Regions from separate parts of the Mus musculus genome. Here regions 2, 3, 4, 5 and 6 are each linked to region 1. Evidence: chromatin contacts called from public HiChIP or PLAC-seq and promoter capture Hi-C data. All regions are on one chromosome and are shown on one strand. The core of a region is the stretch at or near the end of the contact, and the rest is flanking DNA. Distances in the headings are between cores, read along the strand shown.

What was found. Promoter capture Hi-C pulls out the DNA fragments that hold promoters and counts their contacts. HiChIP or PLAC-seq counts read pairs in DNA pulled down with a chosen protein or histone mark.
Region 2: a contact with region 1 is called in an H3K27ac HiChIP or PLAC-seq map of embryonic stem cells, with 4 times the contacts expected there. The contact joins the promoter of Nfrkb here to the promoter of Adamts8 in region 1. A contact is called at or near these places in 7 of 39 promoter capture datasets (the 3T3-L1 cell line, 3T3-L1-derived adipocytes, embryonic stem cells and 2 more), 2 of 484 Hi-C or Micro-C datasets (both in embryonic stem cells), 2 of 115 datasets of contacts at active chromatin or transcription factors (both in embryonic stem cells) and 2 of 9 other capture datasets (adipose tissue and liver).
Region 3: an H3K4me3 HiChIP or PLAC-seq map of stem cell-derived neural progenitor cells shows a contact between it and region 1, with 29 read pairs. The contact joins the enhancer-like site here to the promoter of Adamts8 in region 1. A contact is called at or near these places in 11 of 39 promoter capture datasets (the C10 cell line, the HPC-7 cell line, HPC-7-derived erythroid cells and 9 more), 1 of 484 Hi-C or Micro-C datasets (embryonic fibroblasts), 19 of 115 datasets of contacts at active chromatin or transcription factors (SST interneurons, VIP interneurons, craniofacial prominence and 10 more) and 3 of 9 other capture datasets (adipose tissue, liver and pancreatic islet).
Region 4: a promoter capture Hi-C map of pre-B cells shows a contact between it and region 1, with 2.9 times the contacts expected there. The contact joins the promoter of Prdm10 here to the promoter of Adamts8 in region 1. A contact is called at or near these places in 2 of 39 promoter capture datasets (pre-B cells and stem cell-derived epiblast-like cells), 1 of 115 datasets of contacts at active chromatin or transcription factors (embryonic stem cells) and 1 of 9 other capture datasets (liver).
Region 5: a contact with region 1 is called in an H3K27ac HiChIP or PLAC-seq map of embryonic stem cells, with 5 times the contacts expected there. The contact joins the enhancer-like site here to the promoter of Adamts8 in region 1. A contact is called at or near these places in 8 of 39 promoter capture datasets (the C10 cell line, cranial neural crest, embryonic stem cells and 4 more), 2 of 15 datasets of contacts at CTCF or cohesin (the NIH/3T3 cell line and hippocampal excitatory neurons), 13 of 484 Hi-C or Micro-C datasets (astrocytes, cardiomyocytes, cerebellum and 7 more), 5 of 115 datasets of contacts at active chromatin or transcription factors (embryonic forebrain, embryonic stem cells and stem cell-derived neural progenitor cells) and 4 of 9 other capture datasets (adipose tissue, embryonic stem cells, liver and 1 more).
Region 6: a contact with region 1 is called in an H3K27ac HiChIP or PLAC-seq map of embryonic stem cells, with 7 times the contacts expected there. The contact joins the enhancer-like site here to the promoter of Adamts8 in region 1. A contact is called at or near these places in 4 of 39 promoter capture datasets (cranial neural crest, embryonic stem cells and liver), 4 of 484 Hi-C or Micro-C datasets (nephron progenitors, trophoblast stem cells and uterus), 11 of 115 datasets of contacts at active chromatin or transcription factors (craniofacial prominence, embryonic forebrain, embryonic limb bud and 5 more) and 3 of 9 other capture datasets (adipose tissue, embryonic stem cells and liver).

What each region holds. Positions count from the first base shown.
Region 1 is chr9:30,940,198-30,944,391 of GRCm38.p6, forward strand. Adamts8 (a disintegrin-like and metallopeptidase (reprolysin type) with thrombospondin type 1 motif, 8) reads left to right here and starts at 2,365. Exons shown (of 9, transcript NM_013906.3): 1 at 2,365-3,404. The coding sequence starts at 2,640.
Region 2 is chr9:31,384,173-31,388,366 of GRCm38.p6, forward strand. Nfrkb (nuclear factor related to kappa B binding protein) reads left to right here and starts at 2,020. Exons shown (of 26, transcript NM_172766.3): 1 at 2,020-2,098. 1700023A20Rik (RIKEN cDNA 1700023A20 gene) reads right to left here and starts at 1,876. Exons shown (of 1, transcript NR_165167.1): 1 at 831-1,876.
Region 3 is chr9:30,518,805-30,522,998 of GRCm38.p6, forward strand. No RefSeq gene overlaps it. Among named protein-coding and RNA genes, the nearest start is that of Snx19, 94 kb to the left of the region's middle. Within about 2 kb of position 2,482, at least 73 of the 459 cell types and tissues checked have an H3K27ac peak or open chromatin away from gene starts, as enhancers often do. A contact at or near this core is called in SST interneurons, VIP interneurons, craniofacial prominence and 4 more, where this site is marked.
Region 4 is chr9:31,311,473-31,315,666 of GRCm38.p6, forward strand. Prdm10 (PR domain containing 10) reads left to right here and starts at 1,955. Exons shown (of 21, transcript NM_001368846.1): 1 at 1,955-2,149. The coding sequence starts at 2,081.
Region 5 is chr9:30,571,784-30,575,977 of GRCm38.p6, forward strand. No RefSeq gene overlaps it. Among named protein-coding and RNA genes, the nearest start is that of Snx19, 150 kb to the left of the region's middle. Within about 2 kb of position 1,703, at least 16 of the 459 cell types and tissues checked have an H3K27ac peak or open chromatin away from gene starts, as enhancers often do. A contact at or near this core is called in embryonic stem cells, where this site is marked.
Region 6 is chr9:30,595,623-30,599,816 of GRCm38.p6, forward strand. No RefSeq gene overlaps it. Among named protein-coding and RNA genes, the nearest start is that of Snx19, 170 kb to the left of the region's middle. Within about 2 kb of position 2,444, at least 19 of the 459 cell types and tissues checked have an H3K27ac peak or open chromatin away from gene starts, as enhancers often do. A contact at or near this core is called in embryonic stem cells, epiblast stem cells and trophoblast stem cells, where this site is marked.

The DNA of each region.
Region 1 (4,194 bases), core at 1,115-3,614:
TTCAAGATCGTGAAATAGTAATCGTTTATTTTTTTTTTACATTTACCACTTAAAATATGTAAAACATTTTTCTTTAGCACATGGAATATACAGAAGCAGTCTTAGTCCATGCACCGCAGTTTGTCAAGCCTTTATATTCTTTGAAGCTCAAGACGTTAATGTAGGAACTCCAAAATCGGCCCATTTGAGATTTTCCATGGTGGGCTGGGATAGTGTTTGTTTTGCTGTATGGACTTCACCAACCAAGCTTCTCAGAGTCCTCTCTGCAAGTCATCCGCCATCCCTGCAAGGCTTGGATTAAGCATAACTAAGGTACGGATGACACCTTGTGGTTGCATTGCGAATGGCAGGCATTTCCCTGGAAGTTACCACAGGGGCATCAGGAGGAATCCAGCAGGTCTCTACCTAGCAGCCAGGCTGGCTCCCAAGATCGTTTGCCAGACAGCAATTTTTGTGTGGTTGTAGTTGTAGTTGTTGATGAAATTGGGCAAAGATGAAGCCCAGTTCAGTGTCTGCCTTCAAAGTAGTTCTTTCTGTTTTACAACAGTAGCAGCTGCAATTTCCAGAGATTTCCCAAATGAAAACACAAGCAACACTTAGTTTCCCCGAGCCTGGTTATAGCCTCTAACATCTAAAGAGAAAGAAGAAGCTGGGCACTCCAATAAAATAGTAGTCACAAAGAAGAAAGAAGGCACTCGCACACGTGAAGGACCTAACTACTATGGAAAACCAGAAGTTGAAAGCCAGGCATGAGGTCACAGCACATACCTGTTTGAGGCCAGCCTGGGCTATGCAGTGAGTCCCTGTTTCAAGAAAGAAAAGAACAACAACCAGGAAAAAAGAAAAAGGAAAAGGATACACTGGAAAATACTGAACAAGGAACTTAATGGCTAAGACCAGTAATTGAAATGTCACCACAGCCCTGAGGCAAAAGGGATTGCTCATTTAACCGTACAGGTCACACTGTCCCAGGGATATTAAACTGTTGAGGGATGAGCATCTTGTTCATTTTTGGTAGAAAACAGAGATGCTTTCCATTCCCCTGCCTCTAGGAGTGTTTTACCCAAACTTCCAATTCTCTATACAGCAAAGGAAGGAGATTCAACCACTCCTTTGCAGTCCTATAAAAGTGGAGAGAGCTTGCGGTGCTGGGGCCTTTCCTTAGGTTCTGTAGTGACACAAGTTAATTTAAGAGACTCCTCTTTGTAGGTAACAAGTCCCAAGGAGTCTTTTGCATAGGCCAATCCTTCACAGCTACAGAAATGGATTGGATCGGCCAAACGAAGTAAGAATGACTCAACTGTAGGCACCCTCACATAAGCAAAGAGCTGCGTAGTTGGGGGTAGGTGAGCTGCCAAATGCTGTATCCTCCATGATTGTCTCAGAAAAGACACAGGGCGAGGGGCTAGGACTTGTTCTGGTACTGAGAGAACGTTGATTCTGAATCCAATCTAGACCTGCACCGGTAATACTAGAGTGGATACAAAGATTGTGGTTTGTGGTCTTAAGACGGTCATCACTCTTGCTGGATCCCACTCTCTTCTGTAGGAAGGTGGCAGAGTGAATTATCTCCCCACATATTTAGATGTATTTGGAGCTGTGGGCAATACAGTATAAGGGACCTGGCCACCTTTCCCCGTGTCAGCAAGGCAACTGGCAGAGCTGTGCATCAGAAGACAGACTGGTGAAGTACTTCCTCCCATAGGAAACGAGAAATGTAGTGGTATTGAATCCATTTTACTTTCCTGGTAGTAGCCTCTCACTACCCCCACTATGCTCAGAAGCAAGCAACAAAACAACCTTGACCAGGTGGCATTTTTAAAGTTCTGAAGTGCTCCTAATGGACAGCGTGATTCCAGTATGACTTTCCTACCTCTCACTTTGTATTTGACCATTAAAGGCTTTGGAACCTTCCCACAAACCTCTTTTAACACTGCCAGGTTTGTACAAAAATCTGCATACTGTCTCTGAGGCCAGAGCAGGGTGTGTCTGTCCCCAGCACCTGGCTCTTGCACAAGAAGAAGCCAGTGTCTCTCCCATCTAGGACTCGCCTTCAGGGGGACTGTCCAGCATTACAGGAATTGGCATGGGTCTTCACGTAGTCACGTAAAAAGGAAAAAAAAAAAAAAAGCTGTAGTTGACACTTAACTACTTAACTATCGGGAGGGGCTCACTGACTCCTGATTGGTTTTACATTTCATCCCTTTTTTTTCCCCTCCTCTCCTTTTCTGTTTCTGTCTCTGACCCCAGGGGAGGGGAAACGGGAATAGTGAGCGATCAAAAATAAACCTCTTATGTCAAAGCCGGGAAGGAAGTATAAATACGAAGGGCTCGGCAGCCCACTCGGTGTTTCCCGAGGAAGGAGGCGACTGCACGGGACGCCGCGGAGGACGCGCGCTCGCGGCCCGGGGCGCCAGCTGCTCGAGTTCTGCTAGGTTGGCTGGCGCAGGAGGAGCGGGCTGCGCGATCCAGAGGGGCCGCCAGGGGACCGCCGCGCCTGCTGCCGCTAGCCGAGTCGGCCTCCCCATCCGATTGATCATTTTTCCTGGACAGAGCGGCCCGGCCGCCTCGGGCCACCAGCACCTGCCCGCGCGCGGCGATCTTCTTCCCTCTCCCGCGCTCCGCAGCACTCTGCCCCCATGCTCCGCGACCCCACCACCACCGGGTGGCCGCCCCTCCTGCTGCTGCTATTGCAGCTGCCGCCGCCGCCACTCGTCTGCGGCGCCCCGGCGGGGCCGGGAACCGGGGCGCAGGCCTCGGAGCTAGTGGTGCCCACGCGGTTGCCCGGCAGCGCGAGCGAGCTCGCCTTCCACCTGTCCGCCTTCGGCCAGGGCTTCGTGCTGCGCCTGGCGCCTGACGCCAGCTTCCTGGCGCCGGAATTCAAGATCGAGCGCCTCGGGGGCTCGAGCGCGGCGGCCGGGGGCGAGCCGGGACTGCGTGGCTGCTTCTTCTCTGGCACAGTGAATGGAGAACGGGAGTCGCTGGCGGCGATGAGCCTGTGTCGCGGGCTGAGCGGCTCGTTCTTGCTGGCAGGCGAGGAGTTCACCATCCAGCCACAGGGCGCTGGGGACTCCCTGGACCAGCCTCATCGCCTGCAGCGCTGGGGGCCGGGACAGCGCCGCGAAGACCCCGGGCTCGCTGCCGCCGAAGTTTTCCCCCTCCCTCAAGGACTGGAGTGGGAGGTGGAGATGGGTAATGGGCAGGGACAGGAGAGAAGTGACAACGAAGAGGACAGGAAGCAGGACAAGGAGGGGTTGCTCAAAGAGACAGAAGACTCCCGCAAAGTGCCACCACCCTTCGGATCCAAAACTAGAAGCAAGAGGTTTGTGTCCGAGGCTCGCTTCGTGGAAACACTTCTGGTGGCTGATGCGTCCATGGCTGCCTTCTATGGGACCGACCTGCAGGTAGGACCTTCCGCAGACCCTGACTAACAGTCTATTGCCTCTCGATGGTTTTCAATTCTTCCCTTCCCACGGGGGGGGGGGGATCCCTCGCGCTCCCAAGCCCAACCCCAAAGGGGACTTTCTTCTTTCTGAGAAACAGCAGTAACTCCATTAGCTTCTGCCTTCCCGGCTTCCTACTTCCCAATCCCTAAATCCCTTCCAATTTACAGTAGAGGCGCTGGCTCTGTCTCTTCCCAGCATCCTGAGTCTTCCACAGTTCCCAGGCACCTGCTTCTCCCAAAGGGAGATTAAAAACTGCTAAAGAGCCCTGTCCTTCCTGGTCCTGCTTCCCGCAATTCTCTACTATCTGAGACTCTCTGAGACTTCCTAGGAGAGGAAGCTGGGCTGGGACAAGGTAGCTGGGACTGTCTTTGGGTACAGAACTGAGGTTCCTGTAAGTAAAAGTCGTTAGAGGGAACCGGACCTGGAAAGAGACTGTCCAACTTCTGTATGCCCAGCTGGTTCTGATCAAGGGGCATGGGCTACCTTGCCAACCTGGCGCTCAACCCCGGCAGAACTTGGCAGTGCCAACATCCAGCTCAAGAAGGAAGGAGAACAGAATTTCTGCCTGGGGGCTCAGCCCAGAAAACTGAAGTTTCAGTGAGAAAGGGGAGGGAGCAGGGCTGAAGGGTGAACTTTGTCATTTACTGTATTCAAAGGAACCAGGGCTGAGGTTGGTCCACCCGGTGGCCACCCTCAGCCCAGAATCAGCTTCCAACTGACCTAGGCAGAAAAATTGAGTTCAAGACAT
Region 2 (4,194 bases), core at 770-3,269, 440 kb after region 1:
AGCTACAGTGTACTTACATATAATAAATAAATAAATAAATAAATCTTAAAAAAAAAGAATAAGTTTATTTAAAAAAAAAAGGGGGGGGGGCTGGTGAGATGGCTCAGTGGGTAAGGGCACCCGACTGCTCTTCCGAAGGTCCGAAGTTCAAATCTCAGCAACCACATGGTGGCTCACAACCACCCGTAATGAGATCTGATGCCCTCTTCTGGTGTATCTGAAGACAACTACAGTGTACTTACATATAATAAATAAATAAATCTTAAAAAAAAAAAGAAATATGTATCACTTGTGGGTGAAGAGTATGTGTGTGTGTGGGGGGGGCGGGGGTTGAGGTAAACCTATGCTTTGTTAAATTTTGTATGACCCTAAAACTGCTCTAAGAACAAGGGCTAATGAAAATGGCAGTTTGTAATGTTTTAATGCTCTCCTGTCTGGTCACCCAGAGTGACGCTGCACTGCCATTTCTAATTGGTGGTTTCTAATTCCAACAGGATCCAAGGACATCTTTTTTGTTTGTTTTTTGTTTTCTTCGAGACAGGGTTTATCTGTATAGCCCAGGCTGTCCTGGAACTCACTTTGTAGACCAGACTGGCCTTGAACTCAGAAATCCACCTGCCTCTGCCTCTCTGCCTCTCTGCCTCTCTGCCTCTCTGCCTCTCTGCCTCTCTGCCTCTCTGCCTCTCTGCCTCTCTGCCTCTCTGCCTCTCTGCCTCTCTGCCTCTCTGCCTCTGCCTACCTTCCGAGTGCTGGGATTAAAGGCTTGCGCCACCATGCCCCGCTGATCCAAGGACGCTTATAGAGTCAGTGGGTGTGTGTGCGCGTGCGCATGGGTGCAAAGATTTGGCTTTATTTGGAAAGCACTATTTTCCACTGAGAGAAGGACATGCCTGGCATGCCCTGCTCCCCTGACATGTTTATTAAACCGAAGGAACAGTGGCTAACCCACGCAGGACCAGAGGGTGAACTGTAGAATACTTGAGAAGACATTCTAAATAAGACGGTCTTAGAGAAAGAAGGCGTAATGATGAATCATAAGAGTAAGTTGTCGATGTTTTCACTTTCTGCAAGTTGTGCGGACTTGGAGACATGGGTTAGAGTCTGTGTTATATTTCCCAACCTTCAAGACTGCAAGAGGTCCTCCACTGTCTGGTGGCCTCAGCAAAGCCTTCCCGACAGAGTGGTGGTGTCTAACAGTTTTCTTCTGCAGGGAAGCTCTTTAAACAACTCAAGAAAAGCTCTTTAAGCAACTCAAAATAGCTTCAGGAAGTCCCCGAAACGGATCAGATTCTTTAGGCTCCTCTCTGCCAGAATAAACGATAAAAGCTGAGAGACCTTCTCAGATGGAAGGACGCTAAACTGAGGATTCTGAGTTGGGGAAAAAGCTACAAAGTCGACTCTGAGGCCAGACCAGCTACCTGGAGGCAGCAGAAACCAGCTGAGCTGCCTGGAAAGGTGTAGACCAACTGAGGCACCTGGAAAGGACTCATTGCAACCTGTTGAGCTGCTTGTAGGCTGTGCAGTGTTTCAGGTTCCCAGCTTTTGTGAGTTGTCACTCATGCTGGGGTGAGCCTTGGTTTTTCAGCTAAGTCATTTCTGCTCTTGTTAAGTAAACCCTCACCCATATGCCTGCAAGTAATCCCAATAGTAGTTCACCAAGTTGGACTTGGGTGGTCTCGGTATTTTGATTTGTCGTGTTGAGTATCCCCTGGAAAAATTTTGTCACACAAGAAGTGGTGGTTAGCACGGTGCCTGTCAGACTGTGCTCTTGCTTCGCAGCTGACAAAAGGCGACATCGCTCTATCCTCCAAAGCTCCTGAGCCAGGAGAACCCCGCACAGAATGGATCGTGCCTTCTCCGCACCGACGTAGCTTGTGGCACCAGACGCGTCGGGGCGGTTCAGGTGCTGCCACAGGCTCCGCCCCTGCCCGTCCTGCCCAATACGCTCCGCCCCGCCGTTAGGTTTCGCCCCACAGGTCCCGCCCCTTCCGCTGCCGGAGCCCGGAACGTGCGCGTACCCAGACGCCTTGCGGGAGCGAGCGCGTTTCGGAGCCCACGGCCCGACGAACCCCGGGTGAGACCCGCGGACTCTGCTGAGGTGAGGGCGGGCCCAGGCGTCGGGTTTGGTGGGTGCCGGGGGAAGGGGAGAAGCGGGGAGAAAGGGAGAAGCGGGGCGTTGCCGTGGGCACGCGGCGGGCCCCACGCGTGGCGTGCGGCTGCCGGGTGGGCGAGGGTTAGGGGGAGGACGTGTGGGGGAGGGGCGGGCCGCGGCGCGCTGCGCGCAGGTGGGGCTGGCGACGTGGGGCTGCGGTCCGAGGTCCTTGCTTGCTGGTTGCTCGCGAGGGTCTAGAGGGTGGGCTAGCCCAGGTGCAGAGAAGAGGCCTTCCTGGTCTAGCGAAGCAGCCCGGGACACCCCCAACACTTAGAAATCGGCAGCTTCCGGGGTTCCGGCTCGCTAGCAGCGCCCCTGTTTTTGTATTTTGAGTTCTTGTGCAGAATAAGTGGCAAGGCAGCGGTTGTCGCTAGATAATTATGTGTAGCTTAATCAACCGCCGGTATTGGAAGCAGCTTCTGAGTGAGTTGTGTACATTGTGCACCTGTCAGATGAGGTAACTGGCTTTGCACGCTGTCTATGCCACTTACGCTAAGAGGAGTTTATTCTAAGCATCAGGTTGCCTCTGTCTGTCGGTCTGCCTGCCGGCCTTCCTTCCTTTCTTTTTTTCTTTCTTTTTTTTAAGTTTTGTTACGTGCAGGTGTCTTGCTCCTTTCTCACTTTCACTCAGTTATTTAGGCGCTACATGCGTGCAGGATGTCCTCAATTCTCTGTGTGCTGACGATGAGCGCGCACAGTTACCTGGGGACCACACAGCTGTGTCCATGTAACACTCGCCGTATCTTTCCTTGATCTGAAATACTGTCAGAACGTGAAATCATTTTGCAGAAAAGAGCTTCCATTCTAGGTATATTACAGACTTACCCATTATCATTTGAGAACTTGGGAAGTGGGAAGGATCTTCACTGTTAATGTAAGCTCACTTAGCTGGAGATTCCCTTTAAGATCCTAAGAGAAAAGAAAGGTAGGAAGGGCCTGGTCCAACTCCTCCTTAACTACAGGTAAGGAGCCTGACACCTGGTGAGGTAAGATGTCACAGATAGTGACGGCCCCAGGGTAGAATCTGGTTGCTCTTCCCACTTTTGTGGGCTTGTTGGTCTGTTTGTCAGTAATAGTGATAAGAGTCCAGTACATGTAGAGCAGCTGGGTCATGACCCTTTTGGAGTGGGGGTTGAGTGACCTTTTCAGACTGATCATCTAAGACCATTGAAGAACACAGATATTTACATTACAAGTCGTAACAGCAAAATTGCAGCTATGAAGTAGCAACAGAAGCGGTTTCATGGTTGGGAGGTGGGTCACCACAACTCGAAGGCCGTAGCATTGGGAAGGCTGGGAACCACTGAGGTACAGCGGTGAGTTCCAGTTCACTGTGCCTTAGCACTGTTCAGAACCGTGGCCTCAGCTTCATACTGATTCCAGCTTTGGGAAATGCTTGCATTAACTTACATGGATCTGAAGGTCAGATTGGCCACTGACAGCTAATAACAGTCTGGTGATTGGAGCCCTAGGAATTTATGTGGATGAATAAAATCATATCAGGTGTTTACAGTTTAAACTGAGAGTATGTAAGAAGTATTGTATATGATATTAACATCTGCAGGCAAGCCAACCAAGAGTTGGGTAAGCGATTTCCAAGCTTTGATCTTCAGTTAGTACCTGTATAATAGGTATAATAAGCACAGCTGTAAGAATTACTTGAAAACTGGGATACAGAATGGGACCCTACCCCCTGCTTTAAAAAACAAGACTTGAGAGATAATTTATATAAGTTAGTATCTGAGTTTACTAATGTTAATGGCTTTTTAAAAACAATCTTAAATTAAAAATACCATCAGCGTGTGTGTGTGCGTGCGCGCGTGCGTGCGTGCGTGCGTGCGTGCGTGCGGATATCCATAGCACTCCTCTGGAGGTTCTTTCCTTCTGCTGTGGGTCTCGGGATCAAGCTCAGGTCATTGTGTGGCACACACTCTTACCCACTAAGGTGTCTTGCCAATCCTGCCTGTGGATTTATAATGGTTCAAATAGATTATTGACCTTGGAACTTGTAGTTGTGGACCATGGTCTGTCATTTACTTTTT
Region 3 (4,194 bases), core at 1,232-3,731, 420 kb before region 1:
ATGCCTAACCACTGGATATAGTCTCTACAGGTTCTATCTCCCCTTTGTTGGTTATTTTGGCGAATGTCATCCCCAGTGGGTACTGGGAACCTCTCGCTTCCCTGACATCTGGGACTTACTAGTAGCTACCCCCAGTATAGAGTATGGACTAAGAAGGGGGGGGGGGGGAGAGAGAGAGAGAGAGAGAGAGAGAGAGAGAGAGAGAACTTTCCTCTTAAATTCTAAGAGGAATATCTTGAAAGTTTTCTTCAGCCTTTTGACATTTATCATTAAATCTGGCCCTAGGCTTTCAGCACCCATCCTTGGTCCCAAAAAGTTGAGAGTGACTAAAGGAGCTGCTGCAGATGGCTGATGGTTTTGGGAAACTGTTATCCAGCACATATTAGCCAAGTCCTCTGAGCAAAGAGAGTGGTGGTGTCCGTCATGCTCAGTTCAGCCTACTCATACAGGCAGTGGACTTTCTTGGTTTCATTCTGAATCCAGAAGGTCACACTGTGTCTCCTATGCTGCCTTAGAATGGACCACATGTGTCTCCTTTGCTGTCTTAGAATGGACCACATTGTGTCTCCTTTGCTGTCTTAACTTGTTAATGGCAAACTGTTGTTGAATCAGGACACCTGGAGTGCTAGCCATCTGTCCAGGGATTTAACTATATCAATGTGAATACAGGTTTCTTGGCATCCAAGTGATCTCAGTTGTATTAGGGAGAAGGAGGGTGACAGGCAGCGGACAAGCTAAGAGTCTGTGATCATAAGAGGGTGAGGGCCAAGATCAGTGATTAGGGAAGGTTCTTAGAAGAGGTCATGTTCTGGCTGAGAAATAAAGCAGTATTCGGATTTAAGTGAACTGAAGAGATGGCATGGGACAGAAAAGACAGAGAAATGCAAAGGATTAGAACCGCGGAGGAACGACAACTAAATCAGGAATTCCCTGTTATAGCAGATTCAGACACATTATTACTACATCAGGTCTGTCAGGTGGAGAACATTATCAGTTCCATTTTCCAGAGGAAGGACTGGTGGAACACGGAGATTTAATAGCTTGCCCAAGACAGCTTTGCTTCCCCAAGATACTGCTCTCTGGGTTTCCAGCCCAGAAGAGATGTGCTCCCAGCCCACACTCCAAGAAGATATCTTTCTATACACAAACCACAAAGTCCTGCAGAAACATAGCACTTCTTGTAAACCAACCCAGACTCTAACCTGAAGTCCCAGGATGTTTTCCACCACTACCATCCAAGCACAGGCCTTTCTGAGGTGTGGCATCTTGTTTCTAAGGTGGAAAGAGACACTTATGAACAAAACTGCATTTAAGACACAAATGAGAGAGAGAGAGAGAGAGAGAGAGAGAGAGAGAGAGAAGAAGAACCCTGTGATGAGTTCAGTGTAAATGAGTCAGAAACATATGGATCCAATGAACTTGAAAAAGCTCACTGGAGTTCAGAGCAAAGGGCAGAAACCTTTGCAGGAAATCACAGTTGGAGATTTCTCTAAGCCCAGTTCCATTAGTTCTTGCCAGCCACAGAATAGGGCTGGTGAATGAGTCTCCATGGAAACCACTAAGGAAGAGTAAGGGTCACTCTGTCCCAATTCCTCAAGGTCCGCCTTAGTCATTTTCCAAGCAGCTAGTACAAATACCTTGCTCCATGCAAGCCCATTTCCTGGATATCCCAATCAGGGAATGGGCTGGAACACCCAATCCAGCTGGTCATTTCTTCTTAGAAACTCAACCTTCCCAACTCCCAAAAAAACGTACAAGTTGAACTGAAATCCCTACTTTTTCTTCAGAATCTCCTCCCCTTGGATTCAACCTCTCTAGATAAGGTTAAAGTCATGCTAGGCTTCTTATCAACTGATTGGAAGGTTAGGCTTGTGGTCATTGGCTTTGGAAGATGAAATACCAACCACGGTCCTTTTTGGAAGCACCAGGTGGGAAATGAATGTACACAAAACTATTGAAAATGTTCAGCCAAACATGAAACACTATCCAAAAAAGACCCAGATCCTGACGTATCAGTTCGGTTGAGTTACATCAGCCATGAAAACAAATGCAGGCCAGGAGGCCTGGAGCCCAGAGAGATGAAGCTTGGTTAATGGAAAGCAGGCAAGTGGCAGGTGTGTTTCCCTGGGCAAAGCCATGTTTAGTACATCCCTACTCTACCCATACCCCCAACCTCAGGGTGAATGACAGTCTGCTCAAGGCATCGGGCCAACTCAAGAGTCCAGCTTAGTATCGGCTAGGTTTCCATTTTTTATCCACTTGAGTGCATCTTCTAGATAAAAACCCAAGCCTCTGCTGTGTTCTGATTTTTCTTGCTCACAGTGGAGTTGCTATGGAAACAGGCCTTGCTCATCCACCACTGGACTAGTCACGTTTCGGGGGTGGGAAGGACTAAGAAAAAATGAGCAAGTGGAACAGTATTCTCCCCAAACGGTGCTTTAAATTGAAATCATCTGTTCTGCAGCCCGGCCTCCTCAGCCCAGCCACACCCGTGCAGCTGTGAAGGTGGGCGGGCCAGCCAGGCCAGCCGCCTGCTTAGAGAGGGTCAAACCTCTGTGGTGGTAAGGTGATATGCTGGGAAGAATTTTGCTCTGGACTGGTTTTTTTTTTTTTTTTCTTCTTCTTCTTCTCTGTTTCTTATTTACTAATTAGCATTTTAATGGTGTGCATTTACGGGCTGTACTATGAAAACCCGATACATGTACATAATGTGTAATGATCAAATCAGGGTAATTAATATTTCCATCTCCTTAAGCATTTTTTAAAAATGTAACTCACTCATAGTGACTGTACATTTCAGAGGGAACATTTAGAACACTTGTCAGAACCTTCTTCTCTACCTTTAATCTTCACACTCATATGGACTTCACCGGAAAGTCCACGTTGGCCTTTGTGTGTCTTCTCCAGCGGCCCAGAAACCAGGATGAACCCTGGAGACTGGCTCAGGGCTGGGTTTTCCAGGCATTTTCTGTGGCCCTGAATGTCTCTACTGCTGTCCCGATGGGTTTTCCCACTTGTGGTTACCTGCAATTCATGAGGTTAGGACAGAGCCCTTTTGTACTTAAGGCAAAGAACCCACATTAAGGGAATGCGTGTGCCAGAACAGAACAGACCAGACCAGGAGAGGAGACAGAAGCAGGCAAGTGTAAGAAGGTGGTCCTGATGAGGCCTGTGGAATGGGCAAGGGGAGAATGCAGGAAGCCAGCCAGCTTAAGGATAAACTACACACATGCTCCATGTGAGCCTCAGCTGCAGGGTCGTTATGCTAGACCTGGAAAAGAAGGGCTTGGGGGAGCCTAGAAAACCTAGCTAAGGGGTGCAGACAGTGGGCACAGTTGGAGGTCAGACAAGAGTTTGTTGTTGGGCCAGTCTATGCCAGGCCCAACTCTAGGTTTCAAGGACATGGTGTGAAGTCAGAAGTAGTATGGGGTAAATGACATAAGCACCGTCCAAAGGAGTTATCCTTAGTCATTCCTTCACCTGGCTCCTAAGCATGCTGCCTGGAGTCAGAGTCCCAGGCCCTCTGGTTCAGGCCATCTTTCATCATTCCTGCCTGCAGGGCTTCCATACTAGCTGAGATGTGATGGAGTATTGAACACCTAGGACTGCAACACAGTGTGGGCTGCCCAGGGCAGATGAGCTGGGTCCTAGTTTCCACAGCTGTCACCCCTACCCCAATAGCATTGCTACACAGATAAACAAGAGGATTTCCAGAAAGCTCACTGGTAGGCAGGGTTGCAGGGGTGTCTGGAATTGGATTGAATACAGCCAGTCCTCTCAGAGGGAGACTCTTTGGGGGCCCTGGTTGAGCCAGTGCCTTAGAGCTGCTATGCTGTTGCTCTGTCCGCCGGCAGAGCACATCTGGAAAGTCTATTGGACAGACACGAAAAGGTGACTAGGAGCAGGATGGAGAACAATGGGCTGAAGGTGCCGAAGTGAGGTCAGGATTTGCTGGTGGGCTTCTTGCCCAGCTTAATTGTTTTCATTCTCAAAATGATTCCTAACAGCTGGCCCAATGCTCGTCATGTGCGGATTCCACAAGCAGCTGGGAGAAGCCAAAGGGCTGGGCAGAAGATCTGGGAGTCCACCACCTGCCTTGTCAAGCTAGGCTCAATGAAGATGGGCTGAAGGAGGCAAATGGGCCCATCTGTCCTGCCTTGTGTGGGTGGATGCTTTGAATCCAAGATGAGTTCA
Region 4 (4,194 bases), core at 705-3,204, 370 kb after region 1:
AGTGTGGATCCTGTCTACTTTCCACATGCTGAGAAGGCAGGCTTCCACTGCCTGGGCCTGGCTTTTGTGTGGATTTGGGGGGTTTTGGCTGCTGTGCAGTTCACACATGACAGTTCCTGCCGTCAAGTTAGGTACAGGGCATTATGGTATCCTTCATTGGGCTTTATTTTGATGTAGAGATTGGAGTGTGTGTGGTATAGGACATGCCTCTCATCACATCTTTACTAATAACAGAGAAGACTCTGGTGGATGCTGGCCAGCACTCGTTCCTGTCTGACTGCTGCCTTCCCCTGTCTACTTTGGTGGGAGTGGCTAGAAGTGGATCAAGCATGATTAATGTCCAGTGATATTGTGGGATGCCGTGTTTTCTGTTCCTCATCAAAGGGAAGAGCATCACCTTAAGAAGAGCTGTGGTCCTGGGCTGGAGAGATGGGTTAGTGGTTAAGCTCACTCGCTGCTCTAGCAGATGACACCGTGTTCAGTTCCCAGCACCTATATGGCAGCTCACAACTATCTGTAACTCCAATTTAGGGACTATAATGGCCACTTCTGGCCTCCTCAGCCACTAGGCACACATGTAGTATACATATAGGTAAATAATCATACGTACAAATAAGTAAATCTTTTAAAAAACAAGTTGTTTTTATATTTTTATTTATTTTCATTTTATGTGCATTGATGTTTTAACTACATGTATGTCATTCTGAGGTGCTGAGGATCCTCTCAACTTGGAGTTACAGTTTTGAGATGCCATATGGGTGCTGGGAATTGAACCTAGGACCTCTGAAAGAGCAGCAATACTCCTAACCACTAAGCCATCTCTCCAGCCCCTAAAAATAAGTTTTTAAAGCCAGTGGTGGCACATGCCTTTAATCCCAGCACTTGGGAGGCAGAGAACAGGTATATTTCTGAGGTCAGTCTGATTGAGTGAGTTTCAGGATAGCAAGGGCTACACAGAGAAACTCTGTCTTGAACCCTTTCCCACCTAAAAGATAAAAATAATCTTTTAAAGAGTCTTATCTTGGGACTGCAGAGATGGCTTAGTGGTTAAGAACGCTGACTGCTCTTCTAGAAGTCCTGTGTTCAATTCCTAGCACCCACATAGTGGCTCACAACCATCTGTGATGGGATCTGATGCCCTCTTCTGGTGTCTCCTGAAGAGAGCTATAGTGTACTCACATAAAATAAATAACTAATTAAAAAGAGTCCTATCTTAGACCGCACGGACTTGGTGTGTTGGTGTTGGATCAATGTCACTGCTCACTGTTCACTCTGTACTGACCCAAAAGAATGGAAGACTGTGAGCTGAGAAATTCAGTTTCTTTCATGAGCAGTTTATCCCTTGCTTTGCCATTTTTATTATTCTGTTCTTCATTTTGGGTAGAAATGTTAGTGTTCCCGAGGTCATGTCTACTAGGAGAAATCCTGGACTAACTAGCCTGGTGGTGGCAGTGGCACACACCTTTAATCCCAGCACTCAGGAAGCAAAGGCAGGTGGATCTATCTGAGTTTGAGACTAGCCTAGTTGGTCTACTGACTCAGTAGACACAGAAAAGTGATGTCTCTAAAAAACAAAACAACAACAAAAAAAAACCATTTGAGGTCAATTTGGACTATACATCAATCAGATTAGAACATTAGTCTCATATTTACATATAGCTAATACATAGGAAAATAATTTTTCTCAAAAGAACTAAGATTGCCTTTAATGTTTATAATGAGGCTTGCATTCTATATATAGTTCCCATATATATATACATATGTATAGACATACATCTAATAATTGTCCAAAATATAGCAGGTACAAATTTTATTATATTATTGCCACATATAATGCATTATTCTTACCCTTTGCTGAGGTATGTTAACCTTTTCTTTCCCCTTTGTGGTTGAAACTAATGTATTAAAACATAGCTATCCACTTCAAGCGTGGTTCCTTTCCTGTCTTTCTCAGGGTGCTGCGAGACCTTCCTGCCCTGGATGAGCACACGTGTACAGGGCGTAGGGCACAGAGGAGTGCTCTCTGTCCTGCGCTGCTGCTGTAGGTGGGCCAGACCTGGAGCTGTCCAACAAGGAGGGAATGGATCCCAAAGATGAAAGCGCTCATGTGTGGCCAACGTCTGCAGACCATGAACAGAGCACTGCACAGGTGAAGGACGGGACAGCCTCTTCCAGCTCACTGTTGGCAGCAGTCTTTCAGTTGGGTAGATTGTTGGATAGACACAGCTAAGGAAATAGCAGTGTCGTTGTCTCTATAGTGAGTGTGGCTGGGAGGGAGTGGACGTTGAGAACTTGCTTGGAGAAGCAGGAATGCATTAGCACTTGGCTACTCCTCTACTCCATAGGCCTTACCTCTGCACTTGGCTGGTAGATGCTGCTTTAGTACCCCCCTTATCTATGCTATTCTTATCTGATCCTGAAAACCCCAAGCCTTTGCTGGCTTCTTTTGCTGGCTACTTTTACCTTAGTCAGTAAAGGGTTTCAGTTCTCCATGAGTAATGAAACCTAAGGTATGTTTATCAAGTAAGTGACCTATCTTCTCTTTTAAGACACGGTCTTATCTAGCCTGGAACTCTCTATATGGTGTAGACTGGCTTTGAACTCATAAGAGATCTGCCTGTTTCTGACTTCCAAGTGATAACAGGAGGAAGCTAGGCCCATAAACTCAGTTTTAAACAATATGATAAACAGGAGGTTTTGATCCAGTTTTTCACTAAATTGTAAAACCATAGCACCTTGTCAAAATCAGTTGTTAATCAAAAGTTAACCTTGAAAGATTTACATGTGCAAATATTATGTAATTAAGAAATAATCAACACTGCAGTAAGTAATCATGGTGATATAATATGACTTACAGGCTACAGTCTAAGGTTTAGAGAACGTGATTCCAGAGATGGTTTCAGCAGAATAACTGAGAACACTGGTTTCTCATGGAAACTGTTCTGATGACGACGTTCATTAATTTATATACTATGTTTATCCAAAACTAGGAGAAAAGGTGAGGAGTGGGGCAGTTGATCTCTGTGACTTCAAGGACAGCCTGGCCTACTTAGTGAGTTCCAAGCAGTTGGGCCACATAGTGAGACTTTGTGAGAGAGAGAGAGAGAGAGAGAGAGAGAGAGAGAGAGAGAGAGAGAGAGGTGGGGGTGGGGAGAAATGTTTTTGTGAGGTTCTGTATTTTGATCAGGGGCCCTGCCTGTGGGGAATCTGTGGTCAGGATCCCCCTTGTGTTCTTTTTTTTTTTTTTTTTTTTTAAAGATTTATTTATTTGTTTAATGTGTATGAGTGCACTGTAACTGTCTTCAAACACACCAGAAGAGGGCATCAGATCCCATTACAGATGATTGTGAGCCACCATGTGGTTGCTGGGAATTGAACTCAGGACCTCTGGAAGAACAGTCAGTGCTCTTAACCACTGAGCCATCTCTCCAGCCCCCCACCCCCCTTGCGTTCTTTATTTCCAGTCTTTTCTGCTCCATAGTTGTGCAAATTCTTATTACAGACTGAGTGAGAAAAAACAAGTGGAAAAGCTTAGCTTTCTCCTTTTTAGAGGAAAACATTTGTCCCCCATTTTAAAGCTTTGGTATGAATGAGAAAGTTGAAACCTCTTAAGTCACAAGATTACCTTACAGCCATGGCGAGCTGTGGCACTGTGCTGTGAGCCTAATTTCCCCATGTGGATGCTTTATCTTCAGGCGTAAATTGAAAGTATACAGAAGACAGACTAGTCACTTAGCAGGAAACCTGTTGTATTCCTGTGGTGCTCAATTACACTTGGCCTCTAGCATTCTTTCTGGGCATTAAGTTAGTTTATGTGTCATCTGTGAAATCTATTATTTCCTACTGGAGAAAACTGCTGTAGAAACATTAGGACCAGTAGCAAGTCAGGAAAAGAATAAGGATGCCAACCCAGGATGTCAGCACATCAATTATTTCTGCCCCAGATGTGTGCTGTGGCTATCCACCTGTAGACTTTACGTATCAAGGATGAGGCCTATGCCATGCTGGGGCCTCCACAGTCGGTCTTTCACTGCCAAGCACTCAGAGAGGACTTTAGACAACTCAGTCCTTTTAGTTCTCTAGGTCTTAGGATGCAGATGAGTACTTTCCTGTAGACAGCTGAACTTCTTGGCCAGAACCACTTAAAAGTACTTCATTAAGGTTTTCTGCTTCTTTACTTAGCTGGCGAGAAGG
Region 5 (4,194 bases), core at 453-2,952, 370 kb before region 1:
TCCCATGCACAATAATAGTAAAACTTCTTTCAAAGAATATGAAAAAAATGCTGTACTGCATGACCAAACCTCCCAACCTTCTTCCAACCTTCTCAACCTCTGCTTCAGCACTCTATTTCCTATTTTGAATTTTTTGACAATCAGCTTCCTACTCTTCTTTTGAGCCACCATTCACCTGACCCACAATGACCTTGTGATTCATAACCCCTGTTACCTTAGACTCCTGGGATACAATTGCAGCTCTTCTTGAAACTGGTTATGGGTTCTTAGTGCCCTTGGTTTTTGGTACCCTCGTATCTGCCTAGGGCAATTATCAATGGGTTGAGGAAAGCTATTCAGAAAAGTTAGCAAAGGAGGGCAAACTTCTAAGAAGTTTGGGTTCTTGATTGAATTCAGATAAAATAAATAAATAAATGAAAGCTGCAACTGGCTGAAAGTCATTTCTAAGAGTTTGGTGGCTTTGCCATGAAAGTGACAACCTGGAATAGGAGTCTCCCCGGTCTAGATCTTGAGGCCACTGCTTCAAAGCTCTGGGGACTTGGGTGAATCACTTTTAACTCTGTTTCCCATAATTTTCTCAGCTGTGATTTGGAGGCAATTCTAACTCATGAAGTTGTTGGAAGTATTCACAAGAAAGCCTTGTAAGCTACAGACACTAAGATGTGACTGTATTCGAGAACATTTATAAGCTGTAAAGAACTGCTCAAGCGAACACAGCCATTTTCTGTGCTGGAAATCTAAGAAAAATATGAAGTACTTCAAGAACTATTTTCTCCTGGCAATGACAACTTAGCCTTCTGTTCAGGATGGCTTGGATCCCCTTCCTATGTTGAAAGATTCTCACAGTAAAAGGCACAGTCCACTTCCCACCTGTCCATGTCTGGGGTATGGTGCTCAGACCTCTGTCATTTAAAGAAAGAACAAATGCACTATGGACAGAGGGAGATGCATGTTGCCGGATGGCGGACAGCCCAGCATGTTTGGTTTCGGGGTGTAGCAGTAGTTTCAGATCCACTAGGGGAACCCACCGTTTGCTCTGGTTGGTGTGGCTCTGTGAGTACCAGGTAGTAGTGATAGCTTTGCTCTCTAGACACTTTGGGGAATCATTTCTGACTACCTTATCTCTTAGCCTGGCGTTGTAGACAACTCAGAGATTCTGGAGCTATGTCAATTATGGAAAATTGACAACATACAGAGTATCAAAGGGAACGGCATAATGAAGCCCTGGGTACCCATCATCACCCAGGTCAACAGTTTCAACACAAGGCCTGTAATTTCATCTGCTTTTGTACTTCCTCTCACATCTCACTTTGGTTTTGTTTGTTTCAGATAAAATCTTTTAAAGGAAATCTGAGACATATTATTTTACTTAGAATCTCAATGTATATTTCTAATCAGTAAGGGCAGATTTTTCTCCGTCAACACGACCAGCATAAAACCATCATGCCTTGTTCCATCCAAGGTAATGTACAGTAATGCCAACAGCAGCAAGAAATTCTCCCCCTGCTTCCCTCCCTAAGCTATGCTTTCTCAGCAAAGCCTTTCTGTGGTGTTTGTTGTCACCTGTGACAAAAGTCAGCATCACAGGGGGCCCCAGGCAGGAAAGTGCCAATAATGCAAAGCCTCCCCCCTGTAAAGTGCTAAGAAACACATTCCCTTTCTTTTCCTCCTCTTTCTTTTCCTCACCTTGAATGGAAACCTGAGAACAGGGGATAAAGAGCTACATGGGAGTCTGCATTCCACCCTACTCCAGCTTCTGAGGGCTTTGTCCCTGGCCAGCGCCCAGGCCCAGGAGGTGCATTTCTTTCCTGAGGAGTATGCAGAAATAACATTCAGCAAATATGTCTACTCCCTAAGTCCAAATTTTCCCACCTGACACATCCTAACATGTGCTCTTGAAACAACACAGAAGGAAGCCTGTTTTGTCCAGTTGTTTATAATCCTTGGCTAGTCTAACTTTATCAGCAGTAAGCTTGCTGATCCCTTCCTTTGTTGAACTTTACAATTGGTCTCCATTGTTCTATACTCAGTGAAGAGGGAGGAGAGGGAACTATTGTTTATAAGCTGGCAACTCTAACACTATTTAAATGAATCCAACAGTCACCAGCATAAGCCAGAGATACTGCTAAGGGTCAATGTCACAAAGCATACAGCAACATTCTTACACCAAGGAGCCTCTGACGGGATGATAGTCGTTGTAAAACAAAGTTAACTCCACAGAATACTAAGAGTACAAAGTCCATCTCTGTTCTGGATTTAAACAAACAAGTTTTCCTCAGAAAGAGCAAGACAAAGAAGACAAGGCAAAGGCCAACAGAGTGGCTAAGGATGCATTTAGAGATACGGATGCGTACCTGTTAGGGTCAAGGATGCACAACAGAGAGGATGCTTACCTGGCTTGCACAAGGCTGAGGGTGCTCATCACAGACAGGATGCTTACTTAAGTATGCACAAAGCCAATGATGCACATCAGATATAGGATGTGTACCTGGCATATACAAGGTCAAGGATGCAAATCAGAGACAGGATGCTTACCTGGGATGCACATGACTCTGCATTTTATTCCCAGCATGTCAGCATCCATCAATCAAACACTAAACAAACATGCAAGAAGTGACAGTGCTGGGAATAGGAAGGAGCTTGGTGAGAGCCACATCTGGGAAATTGACAGAGAAGAAAACCCAGGGTCAGGGCTGAAGAGTAATACGTGCCTGTCAGATGAACTTGGATTCTACTTTAAAAGCCTGGAAGTAACATTAGGGTTTATAAACAGTGGTGAAGTTTTTAAAAGTTTAAGAAAAACCCAGAAATACAGGGAATAACATTAGACTTAAGACAATGGAATGTGATAACTCTGAGGAAACCACTGAGCAGCTAAGAGGACATGGGAAGAATTGAGCAAAAGGCCATCTTCTCCATGCCTTGTGTGCCAAAAGGAATTTTATATAAGTAACCAAATAACAGTAATATTTAAGGAAAAGAAGAGAAAATGCAAATGAAGCTAAGAAGGAGAAAATAATTGAAGAATGAGATAAGTATGTTGAATGAGTACATTCTGATGTACTTTACGCATAAATGACAAGAGAGGGATAATAGATTCCACTCTTAGCCCTCCAGCAGCCCTGAATATCATGGGAGCATCCTTTATATTCATTCCCATGCCCAAAGGATGGAAGTTAAACAGTGGTTGGGGAGAAGAAAAGGTTGGTATATCTAAAGCCAAATGAACATCTCCTAAGAATCCTCACAGGAGGACCCATAGAATGCAAACAATACCTTCCTCAGGATCCTTCTTATGTGCCTTCATGATGTTTATGTATAGTGTGTGTGGGGGGGGGTGTATTTCTATTCCTGTGAACACAGGAGTGCAGAAATCTCTTCAAGATCCTTATCTCATTTTGAAAGAAGGGAACTCTTCGATTTGAAAAAAAAAAAGTGAATGGTTCTAGATGAATGAAATGAGGCCCAGAGGGAAAAATACCTCATCTCCCTGCTAGACGGTAGAGCCACATACAGCCAAAGCCGTAAAGACAGGCTAGAGCTGCGATAGCGTGTGACTGGGGAAAAACAGAAATGGAACGCTGTTGTTCAGGGGCACAAAGTTTCCATGATGCCAAAATGAGGTTCTGACTGTTGAGCACACAGCATGGTGACAACAGTCAATATCACTGCTTGATAAACATGAAATTTGCTCACTACATAGCTCTCAAGAGTTGTCACCACAGCGGTGGGCATGGGGAAAGAGAAGAAAGGAAAAGCAAACAGAGCTGTGTAATAGTGGATATGCTAATTAGCTTGATTCTTGTATTCCTTTCTCAGCATATATGTGCTTCAGAACATCATGGTGTGTGCCTTGGCAAGTGTTGTGTGTCAATTATCACAAGTATGTTGGGGAAAAGTCAATATTCAAGCCAGAAGAGGTTCGGCTCTTGTCATGTTCTAGGTATATTAAGGACTTTAAAGAGGAAAATGCTCTCACTGAAATCCTGCTACCGAGACTAATCTTATTAAGAACCCAGAAAGCAGGTCAGTAAGATGAGTCAGCAGATAAATCACTTGAGTTCTATCCTCAGGACACACAGGACAGAAGGACGAACACACACACACACACACACACACACACACACACACACATACACACACACACACACACACACACAAATAGATAAATAATGTAATTTTAAAACTTTTAAA
Region 6 (4,194 bases), core at 1,194-3,693, 340 kb before region 1:
AAAGAACTTCAATATCTCTCAACTGAAAAGTGGATAATGAAAATGTGATACTGTACATTATGGAAATTCTTTCTACTCAGCTATAAAAAAAAGTTGGAGATAAATGGATGGAATTACAAAATATTATACTGAATGAGGTAACCCAGGCCCAGAGAGACAAATGCTGGCTGTTCTCTCTTAGTTATGGATCCTATGAGCTCAGAGACCTCAGATATGAGTATTGAACCTGGACTGATTGCAGAAGACAATACAGTAAAAAGGGGAGTATGGTGGGGAAAAAGAAAAGACATGAGTGGGATGGTAAGGTATAATGTTGTTTAGAGGGAAATGGGAAAAATAGGGGGGAGACTTGAACTTGGTGGGGAGGGAAGGAAGAGGGACACGTAACACAAAGGACATTTGAGAAAGCTGTTTACTTAAAAATACATTTATAATATATATGTGTATACATTCGTATATATAATATACATTACATGTTACACACATACATATGCATATACATATAATATCTTAATGAAACTATATAGGGTGATGGTACTTCCCCTAAGAGCCATAGACTCTTGATGGAGGCATAGATTATATCCAGTGGAGATATGGGAAGCCTCCATCTGAATTTTTTTTTTTTGGTCAGGGAATTCCAAGAGACTTTGGCTGCTGAGCTGGTACTTGAAGGTAAGACACTATTACTGAAGATGCCACAGACTTTGGATACAGGATAGAGGAATCAACCAGGAACTGAGGTGGAAGCATTCTCTCTGGAATCTAAACAGTATAAGAAGAAGGATAGGAAGAGACTGTGCAAACTACCCAAGATGAAAAGCAGTCCGCAGTCCTACCCAGCTATAAAGGCTATAAAAAGATATGGGTTGGGGGCTGAAGATGCAGCTCAGGTGATAGTATTTAATATTCATGAAGTCACTGGCTGGATTCCCAGCACCCTGTTAACTAGATATGGTGGCACATTCTTCTAATCCCAGGATTCTACATCCAAGGTGGGGACAGGAAAACCAGAAGTTCAAGGTCATCTTTGACTATGTAAGAGCCTGTCTCAAAGGAAAAAATAAAAAGAAATTTGAAAATAGGCATAAGACAACACTTTAAAACAATAACAGCTATAGAACCTGGTCAACAATAATACATTGACTGAGCACCTTCAAGCTCAAGTCCTTATTGGAGGCCAAACGGGCCTTATCAACTATTGTGCTGGCCACCTCATGGCTTAGTCCAGCATCTTGAGACCATAGTTATCTTCTCTTCTCCCAGAACCTGATAACAGGTAAGAGCTCTTCCAGCCCAATGTTCAAAGTGCATTACGCATCGCTTCTGACTTCTGGCAATGGATCTTGCCATGTGCCACTTGTTCCTTGTGTCCCACTTGCCTTTGACACACACACACACACACCTGTTTTTATATTCGTGCTCTTTAATTCTTGTGACTCTTGATCTGAAAGACTCACAACGTGAGGACTCCCCCACGGTCTGACTCAGGAGAGGCGACACCCCAAAATCACCCACAAGAAACGGTCTTGTTGCAAACTGCAAGAGGATTTTTATTCAAGAGTGCTCTCGGGCCCATGGTCATACACCACGCAGGGGTAGAGGACTGTGGCACCCCGAGTAGCTGGGTAAGGGGTTATTTAAAGGAAGAAACCACAGCTCAAGGAAGTGGGGAGGGCTTTGTTGGAAGATACCAAAGGTACCAGGTAAGAGTCACAAGGAAGTGTAAAGTTACAAGAGTCACAAGGAATACCTGGTAATTGTTAACTCTCAAGACAGCTTCTAAGAGCCCCTAACAATAGCACATTTGCATTGCAGGTTCTGGTAATGGTCAGGGTGACTTTCTTTGAATGAGCACTCTTTGAACCCAGGAAGCTGGTGGGTAGAGGAATGTCGCTATCTGTTTTATGATTAGCATACCTTTACAAAGGCCACATTCCCAAGCCTGGGCCTAAAGGCCTAGAATTCTGTTTTTACTTTGTTATACTTTCAGATCCACCCGTCTACCAATAACCATCTCCTTTGTCCTCTCTCTTTAAGGGATCCTCTTCTCTCTCCCTTGAAAATCCAATGGCTTTTCAGGTGTGCCCAGGAAAACAAAACAACCAACAAGTTGGTAGACATAGGTGGGGCACTGCACTAACCAACAGACCTCCACATCTGTGTCCGCTCTGAAGATGGGTTTGACCTACAAAAAACATTCTCATGTGCTTCCCCGTAGCCTGCACTTTTACCTCAGACAGTCATTCAACTCCCGCTGCCTTTTGGCTAATCTGTAGAATAACCCGAGGAACCTTTGTGGGTCAATGATGTCAAAGAAAAGATGGTCAGGGAAGGCAGAAAAAGATACTCAGAGGTGAGAAAAGAGGAGAAACTGAATCCTGTTAGTCAGATAAGCCATAGAAATGCAAAGTAGCATGGCCTAGGGTGTATCTAAGAATAGCAAGTGGGACAGAGGGTTGAAAAGAGCCCTGGGGATCAAGGAAGAAACCCCAGAGATAGCCCTTGGCTACCTCCTGCTAGGCGTCTATTTCAGGAACAGAACCCTTTAGAAAGTGCCTGTTTTCAAAAGAAATCAGGGGCCTGGTGGCAGGAGAGAAGAGCTATTTGGAATCCTTTGTTGCTGGTCATCCTGCACAGGTGAAAGCAGAGAAAGGAGACCTACATCAGTGGGAGTGTATATCTGCTGCAGTTTCTCTTGGGCATTTGTCTCCAGAAATGTAAAACCCAAATGAAGAGCCAAGTGGAAAAACCCCCAGTATCTCTATTTGTTATATCCAAGTGCTTCATTCAGTGTTTAAAGTCTTTGCTGGGCCATGGAAAGACTTTAATGCCTTAAAAAATGTTTGCAATCTGTGAAGGGGACAGAGTCTCAAAACAGCTTGAGAAGGCAGAGATGGGTTGTCATTTATTCAAGGCAGCAACTGGTTGTTCTGTATCCTCAGCCTCCATCCCTTTTCTGAGGTACCTTTGACGACCTGCAGTTCGACTGATACTAGGGTTCATGGGTAAGAAGGAAACAAACAAAATCACTCTATTACTGCTTCTAGACACCTCCATTTAATCTGCAAAATAAGACAGCTAGGAAGAAGCCCGTTCAACATCCTTCCAAACCATTCAACATCTTTTACTTTCAAGGCAGAGAAAGAGTGGCCTGAGGACATGGCCTGAAATGGGTTCCGTTGTCATCATCGCTAGCTTCCATCAGCCTGGGATCATGCTGAGGGTGTCTGGCCTCTACATGATCACTTCCAGGAAATCCTTTCTAGGTTTTTGACTTCTCTGACATTTGCTGAAACTAGTACTAAAAATCTCAAGCTAGCAGAGCCAGAGGAGAGGATGGGGTTGCACAGGTACAGTGTGTCAAATTTGCTTCAGAACACACAGGGCTTAACTTGCTAGAAACCCCCATTTTCTCCTACCTTTGCTGATGCTATTACTGGTAATGTTTCCATGGTTGGGTTTGGATTATTCAGTGCAAAGCCAGTCAGTTCCCTCTAACTATAAGGCTGCTGATATATGTATGGGGGGGGGGGGGGAGTGTGTGTGTGTGTGTGTGTGTGTGTGTGTGTGTGTGTGTATTCACACACTAGTGCCTGTAGATGCCATAAAAAGAGTGTTTGATTCCTTGCAACTAGAATTAGAGGCAGTTGTGAGCAGCCCCACACTCAAGTTAGGATTTCTGAAAAAAGCAGCAAGAACTGCTGAGCTGCCTGCCACAGCTAATCTTAGAGGTCTGTCCCCGCCTTCGAAGAGTTGGTGCATGGGAGATGTGCTCCCAGTGCCTGGGACGATCCATTCTCAGGCAAGAAGAAGTCTTGCTATTTTTTACCCAATGTTCCAGTCGTTTTTAATGAATAAACATTTGTCCACTTGTTTGACTCTGGTTGCTTTTTGGAGCCCTGAAATGATTGTTTTTAATAGCTTTCCTGGTTTCTTTGCTTGTCTTTTCGAGGGAAGAAGGTTTGCTCTCCTCTGTTCCCTGTTATAGCATAGAGTATTTCGTGCAAAGAAGCCTTTTAAGTCAATGGCTTAGCAAGCACCAGCACGGACTGTCTACTTGCACTGTTTACTACTCGCGACAAGGGTTTCTATACACTTCCTGATGAAAAGACTGCTCCTTCTGTTTTGCCTTTTCATTCCATCCTTACCCCAATGTGGGCCTGAGTATCAGAGGCTTTCCACGGGAGATCTCTG